3 separate regions of the Danio rerio genome follow, and all the other regions are linked to region 3. Evidence: chromatin contacts called from public Hi-C and Micro-C data. All regions are on one chromosome and are shown on one strand. The core of a region is the stretch at or near the end of the contact, and the rest is flanking DNA. Distances in the headings are between cores, read along the strand shown.

The links. A called contact is a pair of places that touch in the nucleus more often than the background predicts.
Region 1: a contact with region 3 is called in a Micro-C map of caudal fin, with 2.4 times the contacts expected there. The contact joins the enhancer-like site here to the promoter of lmo4b in region 3. A contact is called at or near these places in 1 of 18 Hi-C or Micro-C datasets (caudal fin) and 2 of 4 datasets of contacts at active chromatin or transcription factors (embryo and gastrula embryo).
Region 2: a Hi-C map of an unstated tissue shows a contact between it and region 3, with 2.6 times the contacts expected there. The contact joins the enhancer-like site here to the promoter of lmo4b in region 3. A contact is called at or near these places in 1 of 18 Hi-C or Micro-C datasets (an unstated tissue) and 1 of 4 datasets of contacts at active chromatin or transcription factors (embryo).

What each region holds. Positions count from the first base shown.
Region 1 is chr6:28,275,591-28,280,015 of GRCz12tu, forward strand. It overlaps a transcript of kyat3.2 not described here. Among named protein-coding and RNA genes, the nearest start is that of lmo4b, 150 kb to the right of the region's middle. Within about 2 kb of position 3,106, at least 8 of the 62 cell types and tissues checked have an H3K27ac peak or open chromatin away from gene starts, as enhancers often do. A contact at or near this core is called in caudal fin, where this site is marked.
Region 2 is chr6:28,212,442-28,217,248 of GRCz12tu, forward strand. It overlaps a transcript of kyat3.2 not described here. Among named protein-coding and RNA genes, the nearest start is that of lmo4b, 210 kb to the right of the region's middle. Within about 2 kb of position 2,145, at least 3 of the 62 cell types and tissues checked have an H3K27ac peak or open chromatin away from gene starts, as enhancers often do.
Region 3 is chr6:28,425,463-28,429,733 of GRCz12tu, forward strand. lmo4b (LIM domain only 4b) reads right to left here and starts at 1,433. Exons shown (of 5, transcript NM_212689.2): 1 at 1,063-1,433. It also overlaps a transcript of kyat3.2 not described here.

The DNA.
Region 1 (4,425 bases), core at 1,856-4,355, 150 kb before region 3:
GAAATTGATATTATTTATATGTAAAAAAAAAAAAAAAAAAATATATATATATATATATATATATATATATATATATATATATATATATATATATATATATATATATATATATATATATATATATAAATAAGAATTAAAAATATGTATACATTTTTATAAACGATTGTCACGAATGGTTAGCTCGATAGCTCGATCGCCTCCAAGCTGGGAGATCGCTGGTTCGAACCCCGGCTGGGTCAGTTGGCATTTCTATGTGGAGTTTGCATCTTCCTCCCGTGTTCGTGTGGATTTTCTTCCGGGTGCTCCTGTTTCCCCATAAGTCCAAACACAGGTGCTAAAGTTAAATTGAATAAACTAAATTGGTCATAGTGTATAAGTGTAAATGCAAGAGTGTGTCAGTGTTTCCCACTGTTGGGTTGCAGATGGAAGGGCATCCACTGTGACATGTAAGACAAGAAATCAAACTAATTTGTCATGGCATGTAGGATCTAATCTAGTTTTGCCTCGAGGAACATGATGGTAAAGGAAATCAGTGAAATTAAAATATATTAGGAAGCATGAAAGCCCTATACCTTTCAGTTCCCAGAATCCTTGGTTATATAAACACCCTTTTAAAAGTACTCAAAGCACACAACCCCCATTAAAATCAGCAGCCTCAGACCATCATCAAGTCAAACCTAAATCCATTTTTCCATCAGTACTCTTGTGGGACTACAAGCAATCATACAGAAACCACTAATACCACAAACCCTCACTATCTAAATAAACCCTAAAATTACACCTGGAGCACAGCAAAGCAAAATCCCCAGAGGAACAAAGTCCGCTCGTGATGTACAGACTAGTGTTTACATTCAGGTGCTGGATGGGGGGGGGGGGGGGGGGGGGTTGGGGTTGTGTAGGTACTAGTCTTGACCACAGGGAGGAAGAAAAGGCCATTCAGAAAGTATCTGTGTGCTAGTGGGACAGTTTCTCCTCTCACGCCCCGTATCTGTTTGCTGGAGGAATCTGGCCTGTTTATATTTGTCTGACTTTGATGTTGATGTTATTCCAGCGAGTTCCAGAAAAGCTCCACATGTTGGTTTGTATCCATTTGCCATAGGATCGTAGCAGCTCTTATACGCCTCCACAAGTGGGCACCCACTTTACCTCTGTAAATTAATTAGCTTCTGTGCGGATATAAAAAGAGGTGAAAGTTCAGGGTCTGCCTGGGATGAATCGTATCAGGTCTCTCTGAAGCTCTTTTCCTCTCTCTCTCTCTATCTCTCCCTTTCTCTCTCTGTGTTTTTCTCCATCTGGCTGAAGGGCAGAGTCAAACATAGAGGCTGAGAAATGAAGATGGATGTGTCCTGCTATCAGGAAAGCACTTACTGCGGCTTGATGCAACCTTAAACATTGCAGATAGTTCAGTGGCACTTGCCACAAAGAATCTAATTAATGAATAGCTGTTCTAACACAAGTGAGGCGGCGGTGTGCATTTGCAGATGAGGCAGCGACACTAATTAAATGCTGTTCCAGATATCACACCAGGAGTGGTTAGCTTGTCAGGCTTTTTTCTTCCCCCTTTTTTATTTCCAAGTTTTTCTTTTTTTTTTTTCTAGGGTAATTTGTTAAGGCCCTTTTACAGTATATTTCTTGCAAAATCAAATGTCGTTTTAAAACAAAATCAGGCCAAAAAAAGTTATTTGAGGAGATCAAAACAACTTACTTGTTTGGAAATTTCTAGGAAGTTCTTGTTTTAGCCCTTGTGATCTGTTGAACGGGCTATATGCGTGCAAAATTCTCACGTTTATTTTACCCTAGTATTTCATTGGAATATCTGCGCTAGCCTATTGCTATTGATAGCACTGGTTACAACGGTCTTTTATTTCCTTTTATGCTTGAACAACTAAATGAATGCTTAAGTCTTTTTAACTGAATGTTTTACAATTACATTACAACATCAATGCTATAAAAACAACCTTGTAAAAAAAAAAAACAGTTACCTTAAGCTTTCACCAGAAGTTTATCGTTGGCTTTAAAACCCTAGCTGTGCATAGAAGCCCACTGTGAATTGCCTTTTATGTTATATCACCAAATAATGGATTTGATCTTTTTTTGTCAACTTTTCTACAGGTTTGATTTCATTATGTAAATGATTGATTATATGCCTCATTGATCTGAACTTATTCACCCGATCTTTGAGCAAAATATTAGTATATTTGATGTGAAATCAGTTAGTTCCAAAAAATATTACACAAAACAAGGCCCAACTGAAAGAAAACAAGTTGACAAAAATATGTAATTCAATATTTGGTGATGATATAGCTTAACAGCTCGTTTGTAACATATTCTTTGTAGAAAATGGGCCAAAAAAACAGTACAAAATTATAATAGTTACACACAAAATGAAAAACTAATAATAAATAAACAACAATTATTATTATTATTATTATTATTATTATTATTATTATTATTATTATTATTATTATTATTATTATTATTATTATTATTATTTAATTGACACTAATTCATTTTTTGGGACACCATTGCCCTATAGTCATTTACTTTCATGCCAATTAACTTACATCATTAATTTAACAAAATTAACCCAAAACAAAACTAAAATTACCCAAAGAGTAAAAGCAATCTACTATATAAAGTTGGAAAAATAAATAAATGTATTGTCACTTTACCAAAATGGCAAATTACAAGTTTTTACCACTGAACAAAGAACAAAAAAGAACTTCCCTGTGAATTTATCAGGGCTTTTAATCACTGAAAAACACACAAGCACTGAGAGCTGAAATTGTAGGAGGAATAAACACCCGTGTTAATACTCTGTAAGGGAGCCTTCTGTGTGGCCTACAAAAAAAATTGCTGGAAAAATAATAGCTGTTTGGTTTATTTCTGAGATGAATCGAGGATGTGGCGATCTATTCATCTACTTCCTCTGAGTAAATACTTTCCTGTAAAATATTTTGTGGTTATTAAATTTCTCACCAACTCAGATATTAATTTGGTAAGTGGCAAGAATATTAATAAAACAGGCTATAAAACAAAATGTCAGCGACAAAGTGCCTGAGGGCGCAAGAGTGCACACACACACACACACACAAACACAGAAACGCACACAATGTGGGGCTGTGACAGAGTTCTCCATGCCTGAAGCCAAGGAGAGAGAGAGAGAGAGAGAGAGAAAGAGAGAGAGAGAGAGAGAGAGAGAGAGAGAGAGAGAGAGAGAGAGAGAGAGAGAGAGAGAGAGAGAGAGAACAGGTGTGAAGCCACAAGCTGTAGTCAGGAGGGTTGTTTAGCTTCACAAAGGCGGCTTGTTTGTTTTCTGTGGAGCCCTAATGACTAGGCCTCAGGATACGGAATGAAAACACAACAACATACTTACAAAAGCTTTCTCTGATATGTTATTGGAAATATTTTGATTGCTAAAATGATTTGAATTTAATTTATTACAATTATATGTAATCAGTTGCATGCAAGTGGTTTTGTTGTTGCTGTGACTGAAAAATGTAAAGTTTTACATTTTTCAGTCAAAGCAACAACAAAACCACTTGATAAATAAACACAATTGTTTTGTTAAGATCTGAACCTGATCTGACCTTTAAAACGTTCTCTCATTGTTGTAACCTAAGGAGTTTTTTTTAATATATATATATATATATATATATATATATATATATATATATATATATATATATATATATATATATATATATATATATATATACGTGAAGAAAACACACACACAGTACTCAAACCTCTATGGATGTTTGTCAGCTGCTATGTTATTTATGTATTTATTTAATTATTTATTTACTAATACTACTAATATAAAATATTTAAAAAAAAAAAAACCTGTGTATAGTCAGTTTGACCATCATTAATAAAGTATTTACTTTCCGAAAGCAAAAATACTTTGCAGATAAACTTTTAGTTCAACAAAAGTTCAATTACAGCACCAATAGTAACGTTTTAAACAGGATTCTTGAATATGTCCAATGCAATTTTTGGAAAAATTGTAATGATTTGATTTAATTTATATTCATTTGTACAATCCCATTAGTACATTTTAGTAAGATTTGCTTATCCCCTTACAGGGGTAGGGTTAGGAGTTGAAATCGTATGAATTGTATAAATTAGCAGATTTACATTATGGGATGTTTTTTATAAGTTGTTTAAATTTTAAGACTTTTTATTTAAAAAACAAATGTAACACTCATACTGTTTGCTATGGAATGCGAAAACTTTAAAGCTCAATATTTCAAAATCATTTAGAACCTTATAATTCCAATGTGACTAAAGGGTAAAATTGGTACATTTCCTTGTGAGATCAGGCTGAACATTTCACATTTGGCTTCTATGCCTGACTGGTCAGAGACCTGTTTTATAAAGAAAGTTAGTTTTATAAATGAGTCTTTTGGTTTTAGTTTTTTT
Region 2 (4,807 bases), core at 895-3,394, 210 kb before region 3:
CACTCTTTGTAAAACCCTGAGTTACTTTTTGGTTGGCCATCTGTTTGTTTTTAAAGAGTCTCCTGTTTCGGTTTACTGCAGACTAGTTTAGTAAAAGTAAAGAAAGAAGAAATGCCCGCATATGTTTAGTGGTTTTTCCTTATCGCAAACACAGCAGTAATCTGGTAGTGTTTGCACTGCTTGGGCTCTTTTGGGGTTAATTATTGTGATCTCCCGATTGCAACAGAGAAATACTTGGAAATCTCTGTAGACTGATGACATATCATGTTGTTCAGCCTTATAATCTTAAAATGCGAAAATGCAAAATCACCTTTGTCATCACTTTAGACATTACGCTAGAGAATTACTAAGCTCTACTAGCTCTAGAGTGACTAAAGTAGCAACGGTTTCTGCTGTTCTGACCTCAGCTGCAGATGTGAATGAATGGCAGAAGAAAGTAATTCCTCTTACAAAAGGGTTTTTAGACTCTTGTTTTTGATTTTCTTTTTGATATACACGATTATACCATTGAACTATTCTATAAACACAATATCACACTCTTAGCAGTGCAATATGGCTACCACTGTATATCGGCTATATCATCACTGGTGGCGGATATATCGTCCCACCAGTGGTGATAAAAAGCCATATCACACTTCTGCCCATGGGGAAGCACACAACAATGTTATGCACAGTATTAAGTCTAGTTTATAATCTCATTCATTTTTCTCATTGATTTTACTATTATTTGCTCATTCCCCAATGAGAGTTAGGTTTAGGTTTGGAGGCCCTCCTCTTTTACAAAAAACATATGTTTTCAAATGAATTAAATTGCATGTACTTGTATGAATTACCCACTTTTCGCATAATACATAAAATAGTTGCATTTCCTTGTGACATCAGAGAAAGTTGTTGCTATTAAGTTGCTCAACTACATTTAACTTAAAAAATAGATATATTATTTGATCACCAAATCAGCATAGGTCTATTATAGAATTGATAAATCAATGGTGCAACAAAAAAGGAATAATATATGCTATCTCATGTATAAAATTAAGAATAAGGAAAAGAAAAATCTAAATCTGACTCATGGATGCATTTTCAAAGAGGCTACCAAACACACTAACAAACCATAAGATCCACTAAGTATCACAACAAGCAATACTATTGGTGGAGGACTCAACACATCATTTTTATTAATCATATCTTAGCACATCATTTTTAACTGAAGAAGAAGACACACAGCAAACCACATCTCTGAGCTCCATATTTGTTAATTAATATGCAAGATCATATTTAATTCAACTTCCTGAAAGTCTTTTTACATTACGCAACAGCACGTCAAGGGTGTCCAGATGCTCCTGAAACATATTGAGCAACACTATGGGTAGTCAGCATGCAGCGAGCACATACTGTGACTCTAATCTACCAAGAATTTGTTTCGGTCATATTACGTTGTGAATTCTCTCATTTTATCGGGCTGCATTGTGAAATCTGTCGACAGCTTCGCGTTCTACCAAGCGGTATTTAATTCATGGCCGTGTTAGACGACACATCACAGTGTGGCCTCACCTGACTATCATATTAACTCCGGCGACACTTTCCCAGTTTGAGCCAGATTACAGTCGGAAGGAGGCAAGAGACGAATAAAGTATCAAGCTAGCAACACCGAGCATATTACTCTGTTAACCCATACCCTCGGAATACAAAGGCTTTACCTCATGTGCTATCGCAAAGAAAACAGCTTAGCAGCAGGGCATTTGTTTTCCATTCAGCTAGAGGCACTTTGTCTTTCCAATCGTTACCTGTCTCAGAATCAGTTCCTCCATTAAAGCCGGACTAAAGAGGGGAGGTGCTGTCTGGGGCTAAATTGCAATTAGTGGTCCGGCGAGTGAGTCTGCCACCGGTTAACTTGGGATATTGGAGTGCAAGGGCCCAGTAATCAGCCTTCGGTCATGTAGAACAATGCATAAAATTAAATTGACATTAATGAATAATTGTGTAATGAAAATGGAGGAGGCGAGCTAATTGCATGTTACAGCGAGTGTAATGCCTAGATAACCTTGTGTCTAATGCTATTCTTAGGGGCCGAGAGCCGGAGCTGCTCGCCAGGGCCTCTCTCGGCGGGAAGTCATTAGAGCGGAGGCGAGAAGATAATGCCGCGGAAAGAGAAAGAGAGCGAGAGAGAGAGTGGCAACAATCGACTTGGAGTATCTTTGCTTGTGCTGCGTCTTCTGAGTGGGCTTGACTGAAGTCATTTGTATACGGTGTGAGTGGAACTAAAGGTCAGCGAGTGGAGCTAAGTGCTAGTGGGGCCTGTTAGCGCAGGATGCTTACCTGAAGAAATGTTAGCGTTTTTTGAGAAGGAGAAATAGAGGTACCAGAGCCAAACCATGATGCATAAAAGCGATATTTCACCTAAAAGATTTAATTTTGTCATCATTTACTCACCCTTTACATGTTTTACATAGTCATTAATTACAGAAAATCATAAAGGTTTGGAACCACTTGAGGGAGTAAATAATGAGTACATTTAAATTTTTTGGTGAACAATCAATTTAACACATGAAGGAAATAGAGCACTGGAACCTTAGCTAAAGATTTTTTAGCTACGTTTCCATCTTATTTTTATGTGCATAAAAAATCAGTTGTTGGAAATGCCATGATACACAGACTTTTTAAAAATGCGCATAAAAAAACAAATGTGCATAATGGAATAGGATAAACTTTTTATTCAACAAGAAAAGAATAACTTTGATGGAAACACTAACTGAACAAATTTCAGTATGTGCACTAAAAAAAGTGATGTGATTGTGTTATAGGCGATCATGGGATTATAAAAAATGTGTGTGAATGGACAAACTAGCCGGCTAAGCACATTGTAAAACATCTGAAATGTTGTTTTGGTCATTCTAAAACATTGTAACCATTTCAGTATTAGTGTTATTATATTATTAATGACGTCCAGAAATAAGAGCATCTGTGCTCTGTGTCTCACACATCCAAACACCACCAATTGTTTATTGAGGCATTAAGTCATTTATTAAATAAGAAAAATATTAAATGTGAATGATGCTGTTAAATATTATTTGACAGGGTAATGACACTTTCAATGAGACATTTTAATGACAAATGCAGTTTGTTCCACTGAAAACATGATCAGAATAATGTTCTTAAGTCACATGACAGTCATGTTTGACAAGTTATGACAAGTTTTGTTGTCTGTTTTATATCAAGTTGTCACAACAACCAATGTCATTTTCCAATTTAAAATTGCACAACTGAGCAAATGGCACTCAATAACAGTTATCATAAGGAAAGTGCTTCCCAAACATTTCCTAAAATGTCCGGGAGTCGACTTTTGCTTTTGCTTTCTAAAGTTGTTGAATTATTGGCATTACTCTTTTATTAAAGATTACTTTCCGCTTGGCGTCATGGCAGACAATGCACGGCCCGAGAGAAAAAGTAAATAATAGATTTTTTTTATAATCTAAACGATTAAAAAATTATTGAATTATTAATAAATATATGCAAAGTGGTGGTGCTGTAGGTAGTGTTGTCGCCTCACAGCAAGAGGGTTGTGGGTTTGAGCCTCGGCTGGGTCAGTTGGCATTTCTGTGAAGAGTTTGCATGTTCTCTCCGTAATCGTGTGGGGATCCTCCGGGTGCTCACTGTCCAAAGACATGCAGTACAGGTAAATTGGGTAGGCTAAATTGTCGATAGTGTATGAGTGTGAATGAGTGTAAATGGATGTTTCCCAGAGATGGATTGCAACTGGAAGGACATCCACTGCGTAAAACATGTTGGATAAGTTGGTGGTTCATTCTGCTGTGGTGACCCTACATTAATAAAAGGACTAGGTTTTAAATATATTATATATTTTGTATGTATTATATATTTTAGGAAAATTTTTTCTCTTTTTATTGATTTTCCTGTAATTGATTTCTCATTTGCTGTTTATGTTTTTCTCAATTGAAAGAGAGGGAGAGAAAGAGAGAGAGAGAGAGAGAGAAAGAGAGAGAGCAGATGTGTGCACATGGCTCCTACATTGCATATTCATTTGTTTATTCATTCATTCATTCATTCATTTTATTTTCCATTTAGTCCCTTTATTAATCTGGGGTCGCCACAGCGGAATGAACTGCCCTAAATAGCGTATATTTTTTGTAAATTTTAACAGCCTTTTTTAAAACTTTAACCCATTAAAAATAAACAGTGTATAACAGTGTCATAATAAAGAAAAGTATTGTTAAAAATCAAATTACTATTTTTGTCACAGGTAGTTAACCATGTATGTGCCATATGTGTTTCAACTCGGCTACCATGGCAAGTATATTTCAAACCTGTGGGAACTGATGAGCATTCACATTCATGGCATGTGTCATGTCATGATTATAAAGTTTCATGACAGTGTTTTGAACAAAAGAAAAAGTTTTTTTTTTTTTTTTTTTTTTCCTGTAGAAATAGTTGACAATCTGTGCTGAAAAAAAGTCTAATTCATGCTATCCCTGAAGTGTCTGTGAACAATTACAGCTGAACTTCTCATTCCCAGTTTTTCAATTAACAAAGACATGTGGGAAATCTACTGTTGCCCCACAACGCTATACAAAAGTTTGTATATTTATCTGTACACTCAAAAGCCCATGCATGCTGTGACAGCCCTTATAATGTGAGTAATAGACTAACTGACAGAGCGAGTAATTGATTTGAAATATCAACAGTGCTGAATAACCTCTACATGTAATTCGAGCCAATGTAACTTTAAGTGGATGGTACTTGAGTTGAATGATCTGAGCAATAGAAGAGCTGTGCACTTCAATCATCTGTG
Region 3 (4,271 bases), core at 183-2,682:
GTTGGATCATTCTGCATATGCAAGAAATCAGTTAATGCCGGCCTACAGAAATATCTGCCTCTGACAGAAATCACATTAACCACAAACCCTCATTTACGATTGCAGTTCTGTGCTTTGCTCTGTTGATCCATCAGTACTGTGTGTGTGCAATGTTTCCCAGGTTTCATAAGGAGGGCTGCTGGACCGAAGTGGGAAAGATTAAAATTTAAGATATATTCGTGAAAGGCTGTAAGCCAAATCTTTGTTGAAAGGTAATTAGAGGAGAAGAGAGAGGCGGGGGGTAGAAAACATTGCACTGAGAGAGAAAGAGAGAGAGAGAGGCATTCAGTAACCCCATTAGTGGAGGCTCTTAGGGACAAGCAATACCTTAGTGCTGATTAAATCTAAAGGGAGATGAATCAGAGACCGAAAGTGACTCCCCCAGATAAATAAGATCGGACCATCGTCAAGTTTCATTCCCTGGAAGAGGGAAGAGGGGAGATTTGAAGAGAGGGAGGGGGTGGCTTTTAAGTCAAATGGGCAAACTCAAGTAATTACACGGACAGGCAATTTAAGAGAGGGGATGTGCAGAAATATAAAACAGATCAGCAGCCCATGGCCAGTAATACAGATCGCGGTGCTGGAGACTAAATACAGCTGCTCCTGCCAGAATGCACAATGCAACATGGACAGAATTGCACTTGTGTTATGGTTTGTTGACCATCTGTACAGCACGCGCGCACTTAAGATGCACTAATAAGATATTAAACTCGAAATGCCAGCAATTTCCAAGATTACGTCTAAATAACCTATGTGGTCTTCTTATGAAACAACGCGCATCGCTCATGTTTAATTCACTAACGTACATTATTACGGTATAAGTGCGTGACATGCAACACAATTTGCACACAAGCACAATACATAAAATCTAGTCATTAAGTAACTGTAATCTTTTATGCTTTCGTGTGTAGTGTTTTTCTGCAACATCAATTCTGTCGCTCCGTAACAAACGTGTCTCGTCAAACTACGAAATATTACCATTCATAAAGCAAAATACGGTTAGTTGAAGAGAAGTGCACTTACCTCTTTGAAATGTAATGGTTGAATGGTGGTGAGAAATGTACAGCAGTCTGTTTTCTCTGTAGAAAATATATAAAAAATAACGCGCACAGTCCAACAAACTCACAGACGGAGCAGCGCGTGGATGAACACTTCTCGCTGCTGCGAAAGAGTCAAGCAAATGGAGTTTTCAGATTATATTTCCACTGTTGCCGTCACCTTTTTTCTCAGATGCTCTTATTATCACTGAAAAGCTCGGCGGCGGGTTTGTTGATGGAGCTGTCGGCAAGGTCTTCGGTAATTTCCATAGATGAAGAGAGCGCTTGTGTTTGTAACTGTCCTCTCTCGCGCGCTGATGTCTCGCCGCTGCTTGTCGCTTGTGCTCTACATGTGTCAGTGACAGAAAAAAACCCAGAGTAAACCTCCTCTCGCAGGATGACGTCAATCAGGCTGTGGCCAATCATGACGCACTCCATTCAAGCGGAATGAGGAATACAGCCAATCAAAAGAAGGCGAGGTTGACTTCGACACACACTGTTCAAAGAAGGAAAGATTGCGGTTGAGAGTGGCTGTCTGCTTGTTGAGGTTGGACAGGGCAGAGGTGTTCAACCGTCGGGACCGGGTCCCACTATGGGGCCTCGGTAAGCGCACAAGGGGTCCCCAAAATGAAACATTTTTAAATAAAAAAACATTTTATACGGAATTAATTCCTCATTTACAGCATAAGACCAACAAGAACCGTACATTCATAATATTTATTATTTAAAGGAGTTGACAGTTTTCACATCTGCATAAAATCACAGCTCCCTGAATATTGTCTTGCATGTTAAGAAAAAGTTTAGATATATTTATTGTATTTTCTGTTACTTTTAGTCTCTGTTATATTACATTATTAATTGGTTTTCATTTTTACTTATATATTTATGTATTTGTCTTTATATATTTGTAATCAAATGTAGTTAATTTATTTGATTAAATATGATTATAAATTTTACATGACTCTTCAACTAAAATATACTTAAAATATTTAGTTTTACAGTTATTAGTTTACTTAATACTAATGTGGTATTAAAATAATAATAATAATAAAATAATAATAAAAATAATAATAACAACAACAATAATATATATATATATATATATATATATATATATATATATATATATATATATATATATATATATATATATATATATATATATATATATATATGTTTTTTTTTTTTTTTTTGTGCAGATATGAATTATTCTACCTTTCCTTTGACATTGAAAGAATGTCTGCAGAGCAAATCCTTCATCTGGAGAACTTCTGCTCCATATCTACAAAACTGATTGTGGAAGTTTCATGCTATTAGTAAGTATTCCAGTGTTTAAGTGTTCCCATATACATATTTCATCTATTTCATATTAGATTGACTGAGGGCTGTGTTAACTATATAAAAGTCTATTTGGTTTCATGGACAAAGTGAAAATTCACTACACCACTACAGAAGTCACGCTCATGTTCTTATAACAGTGGCGCCATCCCCTGGTATAAATGAGAACTAAAACTATAGATTTGTTGGTCGCCTTTTCTAAGATTTAGCTTTGAGACTTAGCATAACCTTAATAAATTCTTTAAAATAAAATAAAATATTCAATAATAAGGTTAACATGTCATGCACATCATTATGTCACAAAATCATGAAACAACTGTTATTCTATTTATTTACAAAGGTCACAAATACACCAAGAAAGAACATCATTTTTTATGTCCGAAGGCTTTTAAAGATGATTTGGGTAGCACTTTATTTTGATGGTCCAATTGAGTATTAGTAGACTGTCTGCTAGATATCTGTTGATACTGCTCCTTCAACAGACATTTAACTGACTATAGACCATTTCAATGAGGTGATGTCATTCATTGGCCCTAAACTATTTCCTAACTGTAACAAGAGGCAATTCAATTTTAACTTTATGTTAAAACATCTGTCATAACAATATTTATAAATCTTTTTGGATTCTTGGAAGTTATGGAAATTAAAAACGTAAGACAGGAAAGGTTATTGTTTACACCCCCAGAATGGTCTATAAGAAACTTAGCAAGTACAGTACATGTCAACTTGCACTAACCCTAACCCTAACCGTCTAATTAATCTAATGAGAATTAGTTGCAATGTAGCTTAAATTCAACAAACGGAGCATCAAAAAAAGTGTGACTATGATTTGTTTGTGAGGGCAATTGCTCATTTTGTGGCAATTTTTGGGGCAAGGAAGTCATTGTCATTTCACAATAAAGAGAACCTGAAATTGATAGCTTTTTTTCAGCAAGACTAAATATCCTTAAAATTGACTTACAAGTGCACTCATTTTTTGCGAGCGTTTATATTTTAGTGTCATCTCTCATGAAAACATGAACACAATAAATGAAAGAAAAATGACCACTGAGCAATGTCTCTGACTAACCACCCTTTTGTTTATTTTTATGATATCTATATAAAAGTTTCGAATTGACACTCAGAGACCCGTCTTCATTCAGCCTAAAGGAGCAGCGAGTGAAGCGTTATACGTGATGTTCAGCTGAGTTTCAGTGGGCAGCTAATCTTTACAAGACAAAACTGTGTAATTATGAGTTGCCTCTGGATTCATTAGTAAGATGTACATTGTGTAAAGAGTCTCCTATACCAGATACTAATGGTTTAATTGTCACTGGTCCTGCCTGATTGCAGCGAGCAGTTTGATTTCCCTGCAGGAAAGGCAACTCTATTTCTCCCAGGATTGGGCTCGATTCTCTCCAACAAGAACAATGAGCCAAAGATAGCAAAGAATGTATTTTCCACGAAGGAATAATTAATTTATCTCAACTATTAAAACTAGTGGGAAATTATGGGATGACTCTGAATGGGGGCCTCGGAGGAGAAGCTTTGTTTGTTCTTGGGCTGTTTTAATGAGCCTTTCACAAATGGCCAAGAAAAAATACTTCTTTCTCTTCTTCTTTTTTTTTTTTTTTGCAATATGATAGTCGCACACAATAATGAGGAAGGGGGTGCTTGGGGGATCCGAAGGAAAAGAGCAACATCGAACCCCTCTTTTTCTGATCTCCTGATGTCCTACAGCGCAGCAGTGTAGTGATTACAAACAGCCATCGAGAAACAGCACTATTTAAACAGCAGAGAGACGGTATAAAGTATTGATACCCCAACACAGGCAGAGAAAGAGCTCATAATGAAGTTTGTGTCCTCTAGGGGAAACCA